Linked DNA regions of Mus musculus: all the other regions are linked to region 3. The links are chromatin contacts, called in public promoter capture Hi-C and targeted proximity ligation maps. All regions are on one chromosome and are shown on one strand. The core of a region is the stretch at or near the end of the contact, and the rest is flanking DNA. Distances in the headings are between cores, read along the strand shown.

Region 1 (4,026 bases), core at 375-2,874, 690 kb after region 3:
CGTGGGGAGGTTGTAGGGCTTCCTGAAGAGCCCTCCTCCTCTGAGCTGCTGGGAGAGCAGCAGTCCACCTCCTGAAGGGAAGGTAGGGGAGGAAGACAAGGGCTGGCAGCACTTCCTGGCACACGATATCCCACTGAGCTCTCCCTCTGCAGCAGCTGTCGAGGGGGCAGTCTTTCCGTTTGGCTGGAAGATGTCCCTGGAAGCACCGGGACTGGGGGAGGCGGCACAGCAGGTGGAGACAGAGGGCTGGAGGTCTCGGTGGACACTCGCACTTTGAAACTCCTCTTGAATTTCTCTCGTTTGGTGGGGCCCAGATCCCCGGGGAAGAGGGGGTTGAAGAAGCAGAGGGCAGCACCAGTGCCCTGATCCAGCTCTTGAGGGGAGCGAGCCTTCAGCCGGGGTATGGGTGGGGCTTCCGAAGGCCTCTGTTGGTCCTTGGTGTTGAGTGAGGAGCTCCAGAACTCTAGCAATGAGAAACCAATGGGGGGGGGGGGTGCTCAGAGCTGGCTCTGCAGGGTGCCCACAAAGGAAAATCTTGATTGCTCTTCCTTCCCCCATTTGACCTCTGTGTGTCCATCTGTGTAACAGGCTGCAGGGTACCCTTACCCATGCCCAGATGGGAGATGGCCTCCAGCTCTTTGTGGGTGGCTGCCTGATGAATGGCTCTGGGGAGTCGGAGAGGGAGGAGAAGAATGTCCCTAAGGACAGAGCAAGGAGCAGTCAGGAGTGAGCGGGGTTCAGATGCAGAGGACAGGCAGTCCAGGGAAGCAGGCCCAGGGCTCAGCAGGTGCCCCCCAGGCAGGCTCACCTGGTACGGCAGTATCCACAGATGAGCTGCACCAGGTCCTGGAACATGAGCTCTGAGCCCTCCAAAGAGACACCTGAGAGACATTGGGAGTGAGGCTGTTCTCTGGGGACCTCCCTCCCCTGCCTGTCTTCCAGCCCCTGCCCTCCAGGCCACCCTCCTCACCGCCAGTACTCTCTTCGATATAGTGGCTGGAGACAAAAGAGGGGCCACTAGCTTCTGGCAGCCGCACACACAGAGCCTGGCACTGGCGAGTGTTAGATTTCCGCACCAGGAAGGTCTGTGAGTGAACGAGATTAGGAGGCTCTGGTCCTCCATGTCCAGGCTGGTTCCCTCCCATCCTTGGCGGGCTAGGCCTTGAGGAAAGGGAGAGACTCACCCCCGGAGGCTCTGTCCTCAGCACGTGCAGCGCGGCTGCAGCGTTGGCCCGCAGCTGTAACCACACAGGCCGGGTGATCAGCAGCCGCTCCCGAAGGCTCACAGTACGTGCTGGCTGTTGGGACCCGCCTGCCTGTACCCCTCTGGTATCAGGTGTGTCATACAGTGGGTCTGTAGATGGCCTGGGGGCAGACACCCAGACCTGGGGTGAACACGTCTTCCCATTCTGGGCTTCCCATCTATCCTGTCCTTGCCAGCTCCTCCTAGATCTGCCCTCACCCGATGCACCTGGCTGACCCCCCAACTTTACTAACTTTTCTTTCTGTTGGTGCCCAGGTACAAAGTTCAGGTTGGTGGCTCCCAGAGGGTGTGCTCCGGTCTCACCAGGGTCTTCCATGGCTGGGAGCTCCTTCGGCTTCTCCTGGGACTCAGGAAGACAATCCAACCCCCAAGGCACAGGCGTGCACATTCCTGGCGGTGAGTAACACTTCCTGAAGGCGGTTCGCCCTGTCACACCCCGCCAGTTAACTCTTGTATGTCCACTCCATGTAGCCAGTGTCCACTTCTTCTACTCTTAGACAGTCTTGAATGGCAGAGAAGCCCTCCATGCCAGTGTCATCATCAGGCCCCGGCTAAGGGAGGACCACCCCCACACAGCACCTCCTGCAGCCTCCTCACACTAGGCAGTGGGGGAGGGAGGGGTTAGGCTGGATCAGCCAAGTTCCCATAGACCCAAGCCACACCCCTGGGTCACCTTAAGAAGTCTGTGGTCACTGGCTCATCGGCTCCAGCCTTGCAAAGGGGGGGCGGGGGGGGGGGAAGGTCAGCCTTGTGGGAGAGCACCCCCTACTGGTTGCAGATGACTCATTCCTGAACCTAACTTGGGTTTTGTGATTTCAGGTTGCTATGGAGAAAGGATGCTGTGTCTCCATGGAAACTAAGCTCTTTGCTTAACTGAGGTTCTGGGGGTGGTTCTGACACTCACTGTTAACCAGAGGGGGAGTGTGGCTGTGAGGTCGACAGCACTTGGTGCTGCTGCTAGCTGCCTCCCACACACAGGCCCTGCTAGCTAGCCTGCCTTGCCAATCTGCCGAGTGTCTGGGGCAGGTGCAGACATGACCTGGCCTCCAGGCATGTCCAAAAGTCCCTTCACCACACAAGGCCATGTGCTTCTCTGGCTTGCCTGTGCCATGCGGCGCTTCCTGCTCTGGTCCCAACTTCCTCTCCCAGGCTTTTCTCTAAGTCACAAACTACAGGGACCCCAGCAAAGTCTGTCTTAGGTGCTCCCACAAAGCCTTGATTCCCTTTTAAGATACAGCAGCCACACATCAGCCACACCAAGGTCCCAGGTTAAATTTTATTCCAGTCTTTGGAATCTGAGAGGCAGACACCAGGAATAGCCCTGAGAAAGCCTGGGAAGCCGTCCTCTCCAGCGGCAGTCAGGGTGGACAAGGCCCAACATGTCTGCTTGAGAGTTCCTCCTACAGTTGGGCCTGGCTCAGTGGCTGAGGGCCAGGGTTCAAGGTCAGGAGGACTGCTGCTGTGACTCTGGATGAGGCCTGGTCTCTCTGTGGGGGGACGCTGAAGAAGTTATTCTTTGGGAGGGAGTGGGCTGGTCAGGGATGGAGACCACAGTCTTGCTTGGCCAGGTCGGCTTCAGGGCCACAGTTGTGCAGATCCCAAGGAGAGCAGAGGAGTCCAGGCCAGTGGTGGCAGAGGGTCAGGGGCCAGCAGCAACACTGAAGAGCTACTAGGCAACCCCCTGCCTTTGCAGAGAAATGTTAATCCTGCGTGAGGTACCAGCTGCTCCCAGGACCCTCCGAGCGAGAGTAAATGCAGGGTCAGGGTCCTAGTGGGATATGGGAAACTTCTGAAGGGAGTTGAACCAAAAGGACCACCAGCACTTCCTTCCTGACGGCAGTGAGGAAGTGCCTTACTCCCTCGTCCATCAGGGTTTCTTCTTCCTGCCCTCTTGGACCCACCCTGCCTGGGGGCTCCAGGCACTTTTATCTTCTTGTGATCTTGGGATTGGGACTGGGTTCTTGCCCATGTTCGGCAAGCGCACTACCACTGAGCTACATCTCCAGCCTACTTTCCACCTCTACCTGTCCCTGCTCCCTCAGCCAAGAGCCTCTCCAACCTGGTTCTTATCCTCAAAATCCCACAAAAGCCTCCAAGTGAGATCAGACTACCAAGCTGACAGGCCCACGTCATGGCTCTTACCGTCTGCTTTTCTCTTCTGAGGGGACACTGCTGCCCTGGCCTGGGTGGACAGAAGAAAGGGTCCCTTAGAGTCCACTTGATCTTGTGGATACTGCCCCCCACAGTCCAGGATGAGAGCTGCTCTGAGCCAAGCTGTGTGAAGTCTGTTCTACAGCAAGCGCGGAGGTGTCTCCGCTTGGAGGCCAGCCCAGCAGCCGCCCCTCTCTTTCCTGCCCTCCTGGAACAAGGGCTGGCACAGCCATCCTTCCTCAAGTCAGTCTCTAGGCAGGAGGGCCACAAGATGCCACAAAGTCAGGGCACCTGGGCTGGGACAGCTGTTGCTGAGGAGACAGTGCCTGAGCATCCTTGGGTACCAGAGCTGGCATGGGACCAGGTGAGGAGAGTAGGGAGGATGGGGCTGGAGGGAGCAGAGGGCGGGTGGCAAAGCAGGGCGGGGTAAGCAGGCAGCAGTGGACCCACCTTTTTGATGGCTGTCCAGTCTTCCAGGATGTCGATCTCTTGCAGCATGTACACAATGTATGGACCTACACAAGGGTCAAGGAAGCAGGGCGGCTATAGGAGGGATGCGACAAGGCCCCACTGAAGGCCACAGGCGGCAGTGCCACACCACACACCCACTG
Region 2 (4,374 bases), core at 1,464-3,963, 600 kb before region 3:
TCTCTGCTGTAGGCCTCTTCTTGGGGTTCTTGGTTAGGGCCAGCTTGAGGAAGTGGTGGAAATTCTGGGTCCTGGTGGGTACAAAAGCCCCACCCACCCACCCACCCAAACCCAAGTTAAGCTCTGCAAAGAAGCATCCTGTCGGCTGCCCCCGCCGGCTGCCAAAGGAAGAGCAACTTGGGCAGTGCTGTCGTTGTGCCATAGAAGACCCTCCATCACAAGCCACCAGCCCTTCCTTCCCTCCCTGCCCACTGCCTACAGTGGAAACCAAGGTCAATCTTGGGCAAAAGCCTCTACCCCACGGGACTAGGCTGGAAAAAAGGTATCTCAGCTGTGGGCGAGGCCTCACCAACGCGTCTTATCTCTTAGCTTGGGTGGCTGGAAGCTGCTTTTCGACATGAGCATCAAGGCCCTAGGGAGGATGTGAACGCATGGGTCAAAGGTCAGCAGGGCAAGGAGCAGGCAAGGGGCAAGTGCAAGGCTGACCTCATGGGGTGCAGGTGGAACAGTGGCGGTTGCAGCTCGCCCAACTCAATGGCAGTGATGCCCAGGGCCCAGACGTCACACAGCTCATTGTAGCCACCCTTGCGTTCCACAGCGGCAACCTCTGGTGCCATCCTAGAATCAGGGTCACATACGAGATGGCCAGATGCCCTCCTTGTGCCCACCACCCCTATTGCCAGGGCACCATCTCACCAGTATGGAGTGCCAATGAAAGAACGTCTTTTGGCCACAGATGCTGTCAGCTCGCCTGACACCCCAAAGTCCGCTGCAGAAAAGAACTCTTACCAGACCCAGGGCCTCACTTACCTCCCACCCCAGGGCCCAGGCTATACCAGGTAGGGCTTGGGTCCAGCCACAACTGTACCAAGCCAGGCCAGGCCCCTCTTCTGAGAGGGGTCCCCACCCTTCCATCTCTAAAAACAATGCCATGTCAGATCCCTCCCCAGCCAATCTCATACAGCCAACTACTGGCAGGCAATAATGCTACATCTTCTAAATGGGGACACTGAGGCTCAAACAGTAAAGTGACTGGGATCTCCAGCACTCAGTTCTATGGTCCCTGAGTGTCCCCCGGGTACTGACCCAGCTTGACATCACCCTGCAGAGTGAGCAGAAGGTTGGCACCCTGTTGGGGGAACACACAGAAAGGATTGTGTCAGGTGCCTGGCGGCTTCCTCCTCATTTGAACCATGCCCTTGGCTGACCCCCTACCTTAATGTCTCGGTGAATTTTCCCCTGAGAATGCAGGTGGTGGAGCCCCTGGAGACAAACAGAAGTCTCTGAGGACAGCTGCTTTGCACTAATTATCTCTTCTGAGCCCCTCCTCAGGACTGGGCCCCCCACCCAAGCTGCTTCCTCCACCCCTCTCCCCAAGCAGGAAGTGAATGAGCCAAGAGGGAAATAGGCTGCTTCCGGCAACAGAACTGGGGGGCCCCCTCCTGCTAGGACCTCCACCCCCTGAGTCAGCCCATCCCAAGGTCCCAATCTCCCACTGGCCAGATGTGTTGGGCCCACACTCCTGAGGATTCCAAAATGGGTGCTGCCTATGAGCCCCATACCTTCAGTGCCTCCCGGCAAACATAGGCAATCTGCCGTTCTTCCAGGGGCCCAGTGGCTGAAACATACAGAATGGGGGCTGAAGAGAAAGAGCCTGAGGGATATGCTGACCCTCCCTACCCACCCTGCAGAGTGGGGAGCAGCAGGCACCACTACAGCAAAGTGATGTTAGCCAAATTTCTTCCAGACTCAGGCTGGGAAACTGAGCCCAGAGGAGGATAGTATTTCTCTCAAGGTCACACAGCCAGTCAGAAGCTAAGAGGAGTCCAAGTGCAGCCAGAAGGATGCCTTCCTACCCCTATGTTGGGATCGGGAAAGGCCATGTCCATGGAGTCTGGATCTCACCGTGGTAAATCTCCTGCAGTGACCCTCCTCCACAGAACTCCATACAGATCCACAATCGGTCATTCCTGGGGAGACAGAGAGCTGGGGTGGCACAATGCAAGGCACAAGAGGGTAAGAGGATAAACAACCTCACCTGAGGTAGCTGCCGATGTAGGCCACGACATTGGGGTGGCGGCATTCACGAAGGATGGTGATTTCCTGCTGAAGAGAGCTGATGTCGTCCCCTGGGGAGCACAAGGCATTATGGGGGGGGGGGGGGAACGAATAGCCTAGACTCTGTCCCTATGTGCAAAATGAGCATAGAGTATTTCTCTCCTTGCCGAGCAGGTGCCAAACCTTAGTTTCTCCTGGGGTCGGCTTCACGGGGGGGTCTAGAAAATGTTAACTCTCTGCCCCCGCCAGCTCACCCGCCCGCCTCCCAGGAGCACAGAGGCCCCACCCGGGCCCACACCTGGGTCTAGCTTGACGATCTTCACCGCGGCCAGTTCGGACGTGACGGTGTCACGGGCCTAGGGGCGAGAAGCGGGGTGAGGAGGGGGCGGGGCCGGGGTTCCCGCGGCGGGACGTGAAGATGCACCCTCCTCCTGCGCTCCCGCCCGTCCCGCAGCCCCGCTCAGCGCACCTTGTAAACGTCGCCATAGGTCCCGGCCCCCACACGCTGTAGCAGCTCGAAGCGGTCCCGCGGATCCTGCAGCGACACGTCCCGCAACAGCGCCATGGCCCGGCGCCGGACCCGCCGGCGGGCGCAAGCTGCGGAGCCGGCGCGGAGCGGCGCGGGGTGGGGCGGGGCGAAGCGAGCGGGCAGGCAGGGGCAGCGCCGAGACTCGGAGGCCGTAGGGGCGGGGCCAGCCCGGGGCGGGGCCAGCCCGGGGCTGCCCCGCCGCCCGCCTGGCCGAGAGGAGGCGCCCTGGTTGCGCGGGGAAGTCCCAGAAGCAGGGGCGGAGCTTAGGTACCCCTCCCAATTCTCGCCGCGCTACAGGTGCAGAGCATAAAGTTCAAAATCCTAAAACAGCAAAAGCAGATATCCACTCCCGCCCCATCCCCGATTTCTCAGATGAAACACATACATACATCTCTCTTTTTTCTTAACAAAATGCATTTATCTTTCTTGGAACTGAAAAATAAATCTATGTACAAAACAGGAAGAGGCTGGCCCTCCCCCACCCCGTGCAGATTTCCTCCTGGGACCTCAGGGAGGTTCCCAGAGGGCTGGAAGAGGTCCTGCTCTGTTCTTGCGCCAGTTTGGTCAGGAAGGGGGCGAGGCTCAGTATTCACAGATAAGAGTCGGAGCTTCATGTCCTGTACTCAGGGGCTAGGGAGACGAGGAAGATTTCCAAATTCGGGCAGCAATATGTAAGTTCTTTGGGGTAAGGGATTTGGATTCCCAAAGGATGGAACTCTATATAAAGTGCGGAAATCTACCCCTAGGGACTGAATGGTCCTTGGTTTCCAGGTAGCAACTGTGCTCTGGGGCTAAGGTCAATCTAGCCCCCAAGTGGGAGGAATGCCCTACTGTTCAGGCGTGACTTGGGCTCCTGTCATGGTCCACTGAATTTCGGGGGATTGGACCTACAATGAGGTTCCAATTGGCCGGCTGGTGGGGATGACACCTACATTCTAAGAACTGAGCCAGGGCTCTGGGGCCTGAAGAGGGGCTAAATGAAGGCTCCTAGTCACTGCAGGACAGCTCTGGGTCCCCTAGGACTGAGGGCGGAGTCTAGGCTTGAATTAGAGGATGAGGGTGAAGCCTGCTGGGAGTGAGGGCAGGCCTGGGGCCTTGCCACAGAATCAGAGTTCAGAGGCCCTTGCGCTGCCGCTTTAGGAAAGAGAGTGTGTAGTCGCTGGGTGTGGACACTTTCTGTTTCTTCATCTGCACTTGCGACTGTGCCGTGAGTTGCAGCTTGATGGCGCTCGAGTTGATCTTGGTGGCCACCAGTAGCTCCTTCATGCCTTTCATCTTCTCACTCTGGAAAGTGAGCACTGGGCCCTCTGGGGGTGGCGATGCTGCAGGTGCTGGAGCCTGAGCAGCATTGCCGACTTCCTGGCCACCGCGGGTAGTACCTGGGACAGTCCCTGACGTTTTCCTAGGTGGTCCCGACCCTGCACTTTGTCCTGAGCCCGGGCCCTTGTCCAATGCAGGCTTCTTGGGTGGTGGTGGCTCCTCAGGCTTGGACTCTCTTCGGGGACCACGCCGACGGCCTTCTCGGGCTTCATCCCCCCATGGTTCTTCAGCCTCGGCCGCCTCTGCTTCCCGGCTAACTATGTGCACCTTCTGCCGCACCTGAGCAAAAGCGCAAGCCAAGTGAAAGGCTGAGGATCATCCGTGGGACCTCTAGGCTCAGCTCCTGGCCACCCCTCTAGCAGTGTCCTCTCATCTGTACTCATACACATGCAATGTAACCTCACTCCCCTACAACTACTGTCACCACCTGTAGTTCCCATGCCCTGGATAGGCCCCTCTCACCTGTC
Region 3 (4,579 bases), core at 384-2,883:
CGGTGCTGTGGCCGTTCTCTCCGATGAGCGTCATGTTGGAGCCCTGCTGACAGCTGTCCCGACACTGGCCCTTCAGACAGGTCCGCTTGCAGATCACTGGCGCAAAGACCACCTTGAAGCGTTCGCGGGCCAGCGCCCCGCCCCCGCCTGTGCCCCGCTCGCCGGCCGGCCCACCCTCGGCCCCGCCGCCGGGGCCCAGCAGCGCCAGCAGGAGTAGTGCCAGCAGCCCCAATGCCCCGGCCTGGCGCATCGCAGGGGCCAGGCCGTGGGCAGCCCCTCGGGGCCCGGGCATCCGGGGCCGCACGACCCTCGGAGATTGGAGGTCGAGCCCGAGCAGGGGATCGAGTGTTGGTAGCAGAGGGCAGAGCGGGGCGAGAAGCCAAGGGTAGGGAGGGGACAGCAGGAGCGGCCGGGATCCCCGTTGCGAGGGAGAGCGATGGAAGCTGCACTGAGGGTAGAGCGAAGAAACTTCCCTGGCCGGGAGAAACCCAGCCAGGCCCCGAACTGAGGCCGCAGCGAGGAGGCCGGAGCAAGTGGAGGCGGAGAGGAGGAGCGAGGGGAGAGGAAGGCCGGGCGGCCAGCCCGCTCCGCGCCTCCCCCTGGCCGGGCTCCTCTCCCGCGGCCGCCGGGAAGCAGGGAGCGCGCGGGGAGGACGCAGGGAGAAGTGAGCAGTTGTTTTCCCTGGCTGGAGCGCGCCGGCGGCGAGGGGGGCTGGGACGCTGGCCCGGGGCCAGGGAGACAATTTTTTTTTCTCCTCTCTCTTTTTCCTTCTGGTTCAAGCGTCTTTCGCTGCTGCCCGGAGAAGCGACGATGTGCGGCAGGGAGGGCGCCGGTTGGAGTGGGGGCAGCCCCCTAGGTGCCCGCCCCGCGCAGGAACCGACCTGGGTTCTTTCCAGAAGAATCCTCACCTGGGGACTCCGCCAGATTCCTCCGGGCGGGGTGCAGAGGCCTGTGCACACCTCCCCCGCCCAACTACTTTTCCACCTGGTCAAAATGGGGAAACCGAGGCAGATGGTCCTTGCTTGGAGGATCAGAGGTCTGTTAACTTTTGCCCATTGGCCTTTGTACATGTAGGGGTTCTCGAAGCCCTGAAGTCATGGGTCCTTATTCCTGGTCCTGTCTTCTCTCGAAGGAAAGGATTTAAGCAGGAGAGAGCACCTTCTGGCCAGGGTTTACTGGCCGGGGAGAACCCTGTGGCCTCAAGAAGAAGAGCAGAAAGAACAAAGCTAGAAACCTGGCTTCCCTGCCAATGTTCCCCCCCCCCCCCCCGCTCCTTAGAGGGCTTCCTGGTGCCCACCCTGCCACCTCCCCCCTTCCCCTCGTCTGGCCTGGCTGGCGGCGCTGGCTCTGGGCCTCAGACACTCTGGAATCGCCAAGGTCTGAGCTCAGGGCCTGGCCCCCTTCCCAGGCTAACAGCCGGAGAAGGGAGTGCTACTTGAGTGCTCAGGGGGCTGGGGAGAAGCCCAGCAGGGCCCTGGGGCAGGGGTTGACAGGGGGGTGGGGAAGGGTCTTGAATTTGCTCAAGGCTGTAGAAGAGCTAGACTTACTCACTGGTCTGAAAGGGGAGGCTGTGGTGTCCCGGATCTGGACAATACTGTGAGAACGTGCTAGGAAGCCCCAGGATCCAGTGTCTGACTCAAAAGAACTTAGTAGGGCTAAGGGTGACCAGGGTCAGAACCATGCCAAGTCTGGTTCATGCCAGGCCCTCTCCAGGGGAATCAGGGGGTGGTAATCTGATGGGAAGAGGGGGTTGGGCTCGGCTTTAGGCACACCTTTCCAAAGAGCTAATGGTGGTTTTTTTTGTTTTTTGGTTTTTTTTTTTTTTTTACTTTAAGGCTGAGTTTATTTGGGTAGCTTCGGAGGGACTGAGGGAGGCCATTTGATGAGTTCTGCTTGAATTGCTCAGTAGCTCAGGCGCTGCTCAGTACAGCCTACTGCTGCAATGCTGGCAGGGGGTGACCTCTGTGTCCCAAGAGGATTCCTTGCTGCTAGAATCTAGGAGGACTTGGGAGGGGGGACCCCTCCCCCTGCTCTAGTAACACTGTTGCAACAGTAACACTGAATACTTTCCACCTGGCAGGAGTGGTGCTGAGCGCTCTTACATTCATTTTTTCCTTTGAACTGGTGTAAACCTGACCCTCCCCTGTGCAGAGTAGGCAGAGGCTCACCTTGGAACAAGGCGCTGTCAAACAGTCCAGGCTTGGAATCTCGTGCTCTCCAAGCCTTGGAATTCTTGCCCATGGAATGAGATCTAGTCACCCAACTGTGAAACAAAAGGAGTGGTGGGCTGTGGGGGTCTGGGACAGCTTCCTTCAAACACGCTTTTCCATAGTGAAGGGAAGTAATGAGGGGAGCCTTGGGGCATGCTGGGAAGCCGAGAAAGGTGAAAAGGACTGCAATGAGTCTTGCAGAGTCAAGAGTGAGAAAACAAACAAACAAACAAACTTCCAAACCAAAAAAAAAAAAAAAACCGCTGTCCTTTCCAAGTCAGAGGAAAAGCCAGGCGAGCAACACGGTGGGAAGGGCAGAGGGCAGTGCAGCTGTGGTCTGAGTGGGTATGTAAGTCACTGTGAGGAATTTGGATCAGCGGGCACTGTATCAGGGCCGATGAGGATCTGCCCACCGCACACCTCTTGGAAGGATGTGGCTGTTTGATTTGGGACTGTGGAAAGTCGCGCCATTGTGAAGTAAATGATACAGAGAAGCAGGTGATGTGGTCTCAGGGTTTGGCTTCATCCCCTGGCAGGTGAGAGAAAAAGACAGGAGAGGGACACTATGGAGGTCCCTTTCAAGTCTTCTGAGCAGAGACACCTGAGCCCATGACAGACTGGAACATAGGCTCATTCCTGAGCACACAGGGAATGTTACTCTGTGGGAAAGGTGACTCAGTAGTTCACGAGAAGGGCCCACAGAAACAGGCAAGCTGCCATTCTTGTGCACCAGGGAGGAGAGATAGTTATCCCAGAGACCCAGTAGGGGCGTCAGAGTGACATGAAAGGAACTTGATGTGGAAAAGCCAAAAGGAACATTCTAGAAGGAGTATATGACCAGCAGCATGTGTTGCTGTGAGTGGGAGTGGAGACAACCCTTGTCTTGGGCTGCTGCAGGGACTCAGGGTCAGGAAGGAGCAATGAGTCCAGCTTAGATCGTCTGGCAGTGACTGTCCACAGATGTGATCTTTGGTAGACTCCTTAGGCTCTCAGGGCCTCAGCAAGGAGTGGCTGGTACCCTTCAGGCTGGTGAGTTAAGCAGGGTGGAGAGACTGTCTAGGAAAGACACCCCCTCCTGCTGTACTCACAGACTAATATCGGAGGGAAGACCTTACTCATCACCATTGAGGAGACTATGAGAAAAGCCTTTATATGCCCAGGCTAACTGAAGAGAACCCTGGACCTGAAGCTGCAGGGCGGGGGGGGGGGGGGGGGCGGGGGACGGACCTCAGACAACTGTGGGCCCTCAACAGACCCCTGAGTCCCTCCTTGCAGTTTGTCAGAAAGGAGCCCAAGCAATAGATGCTATCTCTAATCTCCTCTTGTTTCCAATTTTGCTGGTCCTGGCAGTGCAGTAGTATGACCACCTAATATACTGCAGGGAAGTGGAGCAGATCTGCAGGGTAAACTGAGGCAGCTGAGCACACTCGGCCACCATGCTCTACTGCCTTTTCCAGCCTTCTTGACAGCCATCCATAGCCGCCATCTTTGTAGAAGACAATTCTGTAAGGCCAAGGAGACCATGGCCATTCCAGACCATTAAGGCAGGTCTTCCCCAGCTGTCGTCCCTCCCCTGGTGTGTGCTGTCAGAGCTGTCTTTTATTTATTTTGTGTGTATATGTCTGTGTAGTTCTGTATATGGGAGGGGGACTTGTGCACATGTGGGGGGTTTGTGTGTATTCACTTGCTAGTGGAGACCAGAGATCAACTTCAGATTTTTATTTTTGTTTAGAAATACTTCTTTTGCTGGGCGTGGTGGTGCACCCTTTTAATCCCAGCACTCGGGAGGCAGAGGCAGGCAGATTTCTGAGTTGGAGGCCAGCCTGGTCTACAGAGTGAGTTCCAGGACAGCAAGGGCTATTCAGAGAAACCCTGTCTCGAAAAAACCAAAGGGGGAAAAAGAAAGAAAGAAAGAAAGAAAGAAAGAAAGAAAGAAAGAAAGAAAGAAAGAAAGAAAGAAAGAAAGACAGACTTCTTTCAGGGACCGGAGACATGGCTCAGAAGTTAAGAGACCCTGGTTCAATTCCCAGCACCCACATCGCAGCTCACAAGTATCTTTAACTTCAGTCCCAAGAGATCAGATGTCCATTTCTGGCCTCACTGGGCACTGCATGCATGTGGTGCACAGACATACTTGCAGATAAAACACTAATACACATAAAATATTTTTATTTAAATAATTTTATTTAAAATATTATTTAAATAATAATTTTATTTAAAATAATTTTATTTAAATAATAATTCCTCAAAATAATTTAAGTAATTATTTTGAGAGCTGGGCATTATGGTACATGCATTCAATCCCAGCACTCAGGAGGCAAAGGCAGGTGGATCTCTGTGAGTTTGAGGCCAGCTTGGTTTACAGAGTG
Region 4 (3,989 bases), core at 218-2,717, 570 kb before region 3:
CTCTGGGCAGGAGCAGGGACAAGTTGGGGCAGGAGAGGCGTGAGTCACACCCGGCCTTGGAGTTACCTCGGGAGAAGTCAACAGACATGCCCTGTGTTGGGGTCCCAAGCAGAGGTGCCAGAGGCAGGCAGGGAGAAACACACATATGTGTAAACACACACACATGTGCCACATGCACACACCCAGGTACAGGTGTCATGTGGGAGTGATGACAAATCAGACACTTGTAAAACACAGAAGAGTCACAGAGAAACAGGCAGGCAACGGGGGCAGGGCCGTCTAACTGCTCTCACCCCAGAAAGAAATGGCAGGACTGGCTGGTAGACCCCCATCCATATTTGGCCTAGCCTTGTGTCTGCCCATAGCTCAGGAGCACCAAGAACTCTGATCGCCTACAGGGTAAACACCCCATGTTTCAGGCCCAATTCCCATGCCCTCCTCACCAAAGCCTGGCCAGATGTGTCCAGTGCCCACATTGGGTTTAGGATCACCCTAAGTCAGCCATTCCCAAGGATTCAGACGAATCAAATAAAACCACTTCTAACAAGACCCCAAATCCTCCAAAGGGGTTGAGGTTGGTTCTTGGTCCCGGCTAGGGATTGAAGTAAGGAGACTTGTCTGCAAGGTGAAGGACGAGGACTTTTGAGTGTGTGACAGGTGAGAGGGGTCCTAGAACAAAGTGCCCGTCCTCTTGAAGAACGGAGGAAATAGAGAAAGTCTGTATGTTTATGTCACACAAAACGGTGTCCGCCTAAATGTATGTTCTAGGTAGAGCATGAGGTGACCGTTGTGAAAGATGTGTATTGGCAACATGTCTGGGGTCTGTAGCAGGGTATGTGGGAAGTGTACCTTATGTACCTGTCTCTGGGAGTTTGAAGTAAGGTGCAGGTGAGCGAGCGGGCTGTGGAGACCAACGGCAAGCGTTAGATACAGCACAATGAGGAAGTTTCAGGAATATGCCACTCCCGGGAAAAGGTCTGGGGGCACAAAGCTCCAGGTGTTGTCGTCCCTCCAGCTTCCCTTCCCGGGTGTTGCCCGGACCACTCACCCCAGCTCAGAAACTGCGCCACGTTACGCTCCCGGCGCAGGGGGGCGCTGCTGAGCTCTTGGTGCACCCCCAGCAGCAGATCCAGGAGGCCGTCGAGCCCTGGGCTGCCACCAGCTTCGCCCCGTACCAGCTGCTCCAGCGCACGCAGCCGCTGCTCCATGGCTGCCGCTGGAGCCCCGAAACCCGGGCTAGAGCCAGGCCGCCCGCATGCCCCGTCCGTCCGTCCGCCCGGCGGTCCGTCTGTGGTCCCGTGGCTCGTTCTGCGCGGCTTCCCCCCTCCCTCCCGCCCTCCCCGCTGTCACCTTCCTCGGTCGCCACCCGCGCTCCTTCACCTGGTCGCCCGCCCCGCCCTCCAAGCCCGCCCCCGACGGACGGGCAGGTGCGCGCCGGCCAATGGGAGCCGCGGCTGAAGGTGAAGGTGGGAAGGCGGAGGCGCGCGGGGGCGGGGCCGACCCTCGTCCAGGAAGTGGGAGGGCGGGCCACGAAAAGTAACTCCTGGGCGGGGTTGGAGGGGGTCCGTTGGGGTCGCAAAAGGCCCCTCTGATCACGGTGCCACCCCAGTCCCAGCGCCACCTAGACCCTCATGAGACACTAACCTAGACAGAGCCTAGCGCAACTTCCCGCGGGACCCGGCCAGCGGCCTGTCCCTTAGCCAGGCCAGAGGGGCTAGGGACGGTTGCGGCCCTGAAGCCGGATGGGAGTTGTAGTCCGCTCTGGCCTCGGTTTGAAAGCGGCGCTAAGGCAACACACCCATCTACCCCCAAAAGTTTCTGATCTCCTTTAAATCCTTAAAACTAACCCAGAGACATGTAGTTGAGGTAGGATGGGCACACTCATTTAGCATGAATACACTGCGGCTTTGGAAGGCTGAGGGTAGGGGGTCTCTGAAACTAGATTCTCGTGTGGACCTAGATGGGACTGATTTTCAAGGCTTTGGCGGGAACAAGGCCCTGAACTGGAACGTGGAGGGCACAAGAAGTTTGAGATGTGCTGATGGAGGCAAAGGAGGTGGAGGTGCTGGCTGTGTCCAGGGAGGTTTTTTATTTCTGGCCATCTGTGTTGGTCTTGATGGTGACAGGCCAGATACCAAAGAGAAGGGTGCTCTGGTGTCTTTTGAACAACTTGTTTAAAGGCCTACTTAGAGGGCTTGCCTCTCCTTCCAGACTGCAAGCTGAAGACCTTGACAGGATCGAGTCATCAGCGTTGAGGGAGGAAGCATTCTGAATGTTTGCAGGGGCAAAGTGAGTGGGACACCCAAATCCCATCTAACGGGGTCTAGAAACATTACAGGGGTTATGTTGGGGTGGTGGTGTGGGAGTGCACGCCTTTAATCCCAGTACTTGGGAGGCAAAAACAGGTAGATCTCTGGGATCCAGGCCAGCCTGGTCTTCAGAGTAAGTTCCAGGACAGCCAGGGCTATACAGAGAAACCCTGTAAAAAAAAAACAAAACAAAAAAAAAAAAAAAAAAAAACCAACCAACCACTGTAGGTCTCTCATTTGATCTTTACAGAAGCCCCTTCTCCATGAGGTCCACAATTTGAAATGGGGAAAACACAGGCATATATTTCTTTCCAGATCTATCAGGCTGGGAAAGAGACTCAGGATTCAAATTCAATGCCATGGCACTGCCAAGGGAGGGTCAGGGAGGGCAGACTGGAGTTTGGATTTACGGTTTTTGTTGTTGGTGTTGTTTTTATCCTCTCATATAAACTAGGCTGATCTGGAACACACTATGTAGTCAAGAATGACCCAGAATTCCCAGGCGTACTGCTTCAACTTCCTAGTTCTTAGATTACAGGGTGAATTGATGGAGCCTACTGGCTCTCTCAGGGATTCTGAACCTCCTCAGCACAGGGCAGGGCTGGGGCCCACAGAAGCCACAAGGAGGCGCCAGAGACTAGGGGAGGAATGAGTGTCTAGTATTTGCAAGTCGTCATGGAGAACTAGGAGGCTGGGACCCTTCCTGTAATGCTGATTCTCTAGTCACAAAGGTCAGTCAAGGGCCAACTGCCCAGGCCTCCGCTCTTGGCAAGGTCCTTGCATCAACTTCCCCAAGACCCTTAACCTCTTTGAAAGCTGAATTCTGAGAAAATCCCAACCCCAAGCAGGCTTCAATGCCATACCAGAGTGGGAGAGAAAGGCCAGAGCTGGACTCAATTGAACACACCGACTGGATATGGTGGCTCGGTACTCTGAAGAGACAGAAAGATCTCTGAGTTCAAGGCCAGCCTGGTGTACATAGTGAGTTTTAGGATAGCCCGGGCTATATATAAAGACCTTGTCTCACTAATTAAATAAATAACTGGGCACGCCAGTCATCTCAGGCACTCAGTCCTTTTAGGTTCTGTCCTAGTTTTTTGTTTATTTTGAAACCTGGGTATCCTGGGCTGGATTTAATTCTCTACAGTCTAGATAGGTGAACATCTCGTCCTTCCACCTCTACCTCCTCCCATGGACCTGTTCCACGAAGTTTTAGGGAATCCATGGCTTTCTTCATGCTAGGGGACTCTCTCACCCACCTGAGCTGCACCTGGATTAGTTGTCTCACTGTTTTTACAAGCTGCTGCTTCCTTGTCTGCTAAGTGGTCCCTATCACATGTCCAAAAGTCCTTAAAGGCTCACTGTCTGCTGGACCCTGTTCTGGCTTCATCACATGGCCAGGCTTCTAACCTAAACACTCAGAGAAGCCCCAGGATCTGGCACCCTTTATCCTATTGGTTCTGTTCTGATCTCTGAGCTAGGCTCCCAGGCCAGAGGCCTGGCCTTGCCCACAGCAGAGCACTATACTTGGCTCATGATGTAGTCCAGTGGATGAATGAATCTGTCAGCCGCAGAGTGCCAGCCCCAGCCAGTCTGAGCAGTCAGGCCACTGTCGTTCTGTTTCTTCTCACAGCATGGGCTTACTGTGCGGTCATTGCCTCCTGGAGGCTCACCCAGGTC
Region 5 (4,550 bases), core at 40-2,539, 800 kb after region 3:
CTCAAAACTAACAAACAAGCAAACAAAGTAAGGGGACTAGAGATGGCTCAGTGGCTAAGTGCAATGGCTGCTTGCTCTTTCAGAGAGCCTGGGTTTTTATTATTATTATTATTATTATTATTATTATTATTATTATTAGACAGGGTTTCTCTGTATAGTCCTGGCTGTCCTGTAACTCACTCTGTAGACCAGGCTGGCCTTGAACTCAGAAATCCGCCTGCCTCTGCCTCCCAAGTGCTGGGATTAAAGGCTTGCGCCACCACTGCCCAGCTCTGGGTTTGATACTTAGCACTGGCATGGTGGCTCACAACTGTTTGTAACTCCAGTCCCAGAGAATTCGAGTTTCTGGCCTCTGTTGGCACCAGGTAGGCATACAAGTGGTGCACAACCATACACGGAAGCAAAATACTCATATACATGAAAATAGATTTAATATAAAAAAAATAATGAGTCGTTCAAGGGCTGGAGATGTTGGTAAGTGGTAAAGTGTTTATCAAGGTGTATGAAGCCATGGGCCAGATCCTCTCTTGGTTCCTTTGTAGCAAGCCATTTCTGTAAATCTGTTTTGTGGCATCGGGGACAGGGGTGACAGGCCACAATTATCGTACCCGCCTTCCAAGGATTACAGGACTTAATTTGCCCAAATTCAACCCAGAGAGCCTGGTACTGACAGAAGAAAGCCTGTGGCCCTGAGGGACCGAGCACCCCAAAGTGGGCTTTCCTTTGAGGCTTTGCAAAGGATAGAAGCATGCTGTTGGGAGGGGAGGTCAGTGATTCATGTCTCTGGACACCAAGGAGGCCAGAGCTCACTGATTGTTGCACAGAGAGAAAGTGGTCGCGCTGAACTGAAAGACAGATCTGCACTCGAGACAACCGCAGTGGCTTTCCTCAGCCTCCACGGGTGATGCACCTTCCTCCGCCTCTTCTAGTAGTTTCCTTCCCTCTGTTTGCTCTGGGCTTCTCTGTAATTCCGAGATTTCCCCATAAAGGAGGCGGGGTCTTGGAGCAGCGGGTGGGCAGTCGCTAGTCTTAGGTTGGGAAAAGGAGCCTCTAGATTACTGTGTGAAAGGAGGCTCCGGTCTCGGGGAGAACCTAGAAGACCCCAGAATGAGGGTGAGGTGTCCGGAGCCTGGAATAAGAGAGGGGTCTTGTAGACAACCTCTTTGGCTTCCCAGACTACAGCCAGGCTTAAGCCGCAGGAGGCGGAGCCTCGGGGTAAGGTGGGGCCTCTAGGGGCGGAGCCGGGGCGGGGCGTGGGGCAAGGGGTGGGGCGTGGAGGTTTGTGTGCACATCCCTCCCTCCTCCGGGCCTCGGGTGTCCCCGTGACGAGGCTGCACCGAGCAGCCGCGGGCCGGGCCCATCCCGCCGCGGCAGTCCCGGGGCGCAGTAGAGGTGAGGCGGGTGGGGGCCAGCAGCACACAGAGAGCCCCAGAACGCCGCCAGGTGAGGCTGGCGAGGTGGGGGGCGGGGGGCTGTGTTGGGCGTGCGTTGGGGGCGTGTTTGAGTATCTGGGGGTGGCGGGGTTAAGAGAGCGGGTCTGAGGGCTGGCGCCTGTGGCTGTTAGCGCGGAGGCGCGTCTCTGCCGTAGGAGTTCTTGGGTATGCTGTGCCAGTCTAGGCACTGCCCGCGGGACTGACAGCGTGCGCGCGCGTATTTGTGAGGGGCCGCCTGGTGTGTATCTGCGTATGCTGTCATTGTGCCCTTCCCGAGCACGGGGTGCAGGCCTGCCTCTGCGCAGACCTTCCAACGTTGGGGCTGTTAACAGCCTGCGGGCGACTGACTCTGCTGCAGGAGGTGCCCGACTGGGGAGCGCCGCCCCCACAGGCCTCCAGAGACCTAAGCGGCCTGAGGACCACAGACAGACACCTGAGGGAGGGAGGGATCTGGAGGCCTGCCTGCATTGCCAGGCTAAGATAGGGAGACTGAGTCAGGTGGGTGGTAAGACAAAGGCAGACAGATAGAGGAAGGATAGAAGTAGGGACCGGAGTGGGGCGAGAACAGGCAGAAAAGGACGTGCTGGGAGGACAGAGAGTCATTGAGAACAGACAGACTGACAGAGGCCTAGACCTGCTGCAAAAAGGGCAATAAGATTAGAATGAAGACAGACACCCAAGAACCTGACAGAGAGCTTAACTGAGGTCTTGGGGTTAAGAGCTTAAGCCAGGAATTAAGTCTGAGTCTAGAGGTCTCTTAAGTCCTGGCTGCCCCTCTGCCAAACACATTCCATCCAAAGTTGGTATATTGCTCTAACCGACCAAACACTCTGACTCTGATTTTGCCATTTGTTTCTTGGTCTTGTCTCACCAGTCTCCCTCCTTGGTATCCCAGCAACCTCACCATTTGGGGGAAAGGAAGTAGTTATAATAACAAGTGTTGACGGACCATTCTTGCCTTGTGTCTAGCCAGAGCCTGAGAGGAGCTGGGGTGGGAAGTTGCAAGGTTCTTTTCTCTTCTCCCACTGTGCTCAGAATGGTGCTGGAAGGAAACCCTGACGTGGGATCCCCCCGGACCTCAGACCTCCAGCACCCGGGGAGCCAGGGCTCTTGCATCCTGTCTTGTCCTGGTGAAGAAGCACTGGCAGGCGAGGAGCCCATCAAGTATGGTGAACTCATCGTTCTGGGGTGAGCCTCCCTAGTCCAGGAGTGATGTGCTTGGGTAACTGTCCCTCAGGTCAGCCAAGATAACAGTGTGCACCGGCTGCTCTCCCAGGACTCTCTGCTTCTTGCCACTTTCCCAGAAGAAGAGCAAAAGTGATCAAACCCATTTCTGTTGTTTTGTTTTGGAGACAGGGTTTCTCATAGCCTTGGCCTGGAACTTGATGAGTAGACCAGGGTAGCCTTGAACTCGGAGATCCACCTGTCTCTGCCTCCCAAGTACTGGGATTAGAGGTATACACCACAACCAGCAGCCGGAGGCAATTCTTAAAGCTGCTCACCACAGTTTGTAATCAGCTAAGAAAAAGAATAGCAAAAAAAGAGTCTGTAAAGCACCTACTGTGTGTAAGTGTGGGATAAAGAATTCTGATTCTGCACAAAAGGTTCCAATTCTACTTCAGCAAGTTGTCAAACTTTCCTGTGCTTTTGTGTCCTTTTTTTTTTTTTTTTTTTTTTTTTTTTTTTTTTTTTGGTTTTTCGAGACAGGGTTTCTCTGTATAGCCCTGGCTGTCCACTTTGTAGACCAGGCTGGCCTCGAACTCAGAAATCTGCCTGCCTCCGCCTCCCGAGTGCTGGGATTAAAGGCGTGCACCACCACGCCCGGCTTGTGTCCTCATTTTGAAGACAAGGTTGATTCTAGCCTCCCAAAGCTTACCTGAAAGAAAGAAAGGTGGAAGAGATTTTTGTAAAGTACATAGACTGGTACTCAGCACATACCAAGCATCTGGGAGGCAGGTAGTACGAAGTTGTGGACATTACTTCATCTCAACCCTCACAAAGATGCTGCGAGGAAGGAGGTGAAGTAAATGAGGCTCAGAGAGGGGAAGTGACTGGTCCAAAAGCACACAGCTCATAAGTGGGAGGGTTGGGATTTGAACCCAGATCTTCTTAATTGTAGGTCTAGCACACTACACTAAGCTGCAGCTCCTCCTCGCATTACAGACGAGAAAGTGGAGGTTATTACAGAGAAATCGATGGGGCTTGCTCTGGTCTTTGCCTGCCTGGACACCTGCATCTTCCATGAAACCCTTCCCCCAGACACAGATGTGTCTCCCTCTGCTGATCCGCTGTCAGATCATGGTGAAGATTAACTATGTAGCACTGGCTGTCACTTGGTCACTTTTATGTGCCACCTTGCCTTTTTTCAAATACCCACAATAGCCAACTCATATCAAGACCTTGCTATAAGAGTAGCAAACTCTATCAAGCATTTTAAAGCACTTTATCTTGTTTAGTTCTCAAAATCAATATTCCAAGTAGGTTCTGACAGATGAGTTCCATTTTATAGAGGTTGTGTGATGAGTTGAAGAGTGGATGTGTGCCAGGCTCCTGTGAGCCCTCAGCCTGTATCCTGGCCTGTCTCCCTCTAGGCTTGCCACTGCTGGTACGTGAGAAGTGCTCACAAGGGTAAATGAGATGTTCCTCATGGAGGAGCGTATATCTGAAAAGCAGCTGCTTCACGTCCTGACAGAGGGAAGGGCTGTATTTCTATCTGGGTGAAGGCAGCTCTCTGTCCTAAGAGGAGGAGGGAAGCCACACTGTGCACAGTGCTACGAGGGAACACATGGAAATCACAGAGGCTGGCGTAGTGCACACACCTGACTCCCAGCACTCACGAGGGAGCAACCATGGTTGCCCCCAAAATCAACAAAAAGAAGAGAGAGGGAATAAAGGAGAGAGATGAGAGAAAAGAAAATAGGAGATATAGAGAAGAACCCCACACCTCGAGAGGCAGAATCTCTGGATGGGTCTAGCGAATATGAATTTAAACAAACTCACCAGGAAATTCTAATTGGTCCTATATTTGGCATCTTCTTGTCTCCCTTTTTGAGACAGGGTCTCACAGAGCTCAGGCCGGCTTCCATCACTCTCCCTATGTAGCTGAAGATGACCTTG

Evidence for each region. Capture Hi-C pulls out chosen DNA fragments and counts their contacts.
Region 1: a contact with region 3 is called in a targeted proximity ligation map of pancreatic cancer cells. A contact is called at or near these places in 3 of 39 promoter capture datasets (cranial neural crest and liver), 2 of 130 datasets of targeted methods (embryonic stem cells and pancreatic cancer cells) and 1 of 9 other capture datasets (liver).
Region 2: a contact with region 3 is called in a promoter capture Hi-C map of adipose tissue, with 3 times the contacts expected there. A contact is called at or near these places in 5 of 39 promoter capture datasets (embryonic stem cells, hippocampal neurons, liver and 1 more), 3 of 130 datasets of targeted methods (astrocytes, embryonic stem cells and pancreatic cancer cells) and 2 of 9 other capture datasets (adipose tissue and liver).
Region 4: a contact with region 3 is called in a targeted proximity ligation map of embryonic stem cells, with 5 times the contacts expected there. A contact is called at or near these places in 1 of 39 promoter capture datasets (pre-B cells), 1 of 484 Hi-C or Micro-C datasets (the G1E-ER4 cell line), 3 of 130 datasets of targeted methods (embryonic stem cells and pancreatic cancer cells) and 2 of 9 other capture datasets (embryonic stem cells and liver).
Region 5: a targeted proximity ligation map of pancreatic cancer cells shows a contact between it and region 3. A contact is called at or near these places in 1 of 39 promoter capture datasets (liver) and 1 of 130 datasets of targeted methods (pancreatic cancer cells).

The regions. Positions count from the first base shown.
Region 1 is chr19:5,048,413-5,052,438 of GRCm38.p6, reverse strand. Rin1 (Ras and Rab interactor 1) reads right to left here and starts at 1,624. Exons shown (of 10, transcript NM_001374051.1): 1 at 1,498-1,624; 2 at 1,185-1,365; 3 at 971-1,085; 4 at 809-881; 5 at 607-698; 6 at 1-463. The coding sequence starts at 1,580. Brms1 (breast cancer metastasis-suppressor 1) reads right to left here. Exons shown (of 10, transcript NM_134155.3): 8 at 3,866-3,930; 9 at 3,407-3,446; 10 at 2,527-3,032. The coding sequence ends at 3,025.
Region 2 is chr19:6,339,499-6,343,872 of GRCm38.p6, reverse strand. Map4k2 (mitogen-activated protein kinase kinase kinase kinase 2) reads right to left here and starts at 2,713. Exons shown (of 32, transcript NM_009006.3): 1 at 2,528-2,713; 2 at 2,357-2,414; 3 at 2,039-2,129; 4 at 1,906-1,970; 5 at 1,563-1,618; 6 at 1,216-1,263; 7 at 1,087-1,129; 8 at 697-769; 9 at 487-618; 10 at 350-412; 11 at 1-71. The coding sequence starts at 2,623. Men1 (multiple endocrine neoplasia 1) reads right to left here. Exons shown (of 10, transcript NM_001168489.1): 9 at 4,370-4,374; 10 at 2,979-4,186. The coding sequence ends at 3,701.
Region 3 is chr19:5,737,954-5,742,532 of GRCm38.p6, reverse strand. Ltbp3 (latent transforming growth factor beta binding protein 3) reads right to left here and starts at 1,633. Exons shown (of 28, transcript NM_008520.3): 1 at 1,548-1,633; 2 at 1-1,198. The coding sequence starts at 292.
Region 4 is chr19:6,303,935-6,307,923 of GRCm38.p6, reverse strand. Cdc42bpg (CDC42 binding protein kinase gamma (DMPK-like)) reads right to left here and starts at 1,467. Exons shown (of 37, transcript NM_001033342.1): 1 at 1,049-1,467. The coding sequence starts at 1,208. It overlaps Gm52380 (a long non-coding RNA gene), which reads left to right and starts at 1,378. Exons shown (of 3, transcript XR_003952842.1): 1 at 1,378-1,460; 2 at 2,212-2,289.
Region 5 is chr19:4,939,831-4,944,380 of GRCm38.p6, reverse strand. Peli3 (pellino 3) reads left to right here and starts at 1,289. Exons shown (of 7, transcript NM_172835.3): 1 at 1,289-1,443; 2 at 2,469-2,621. The coding sequence starts at 2,470.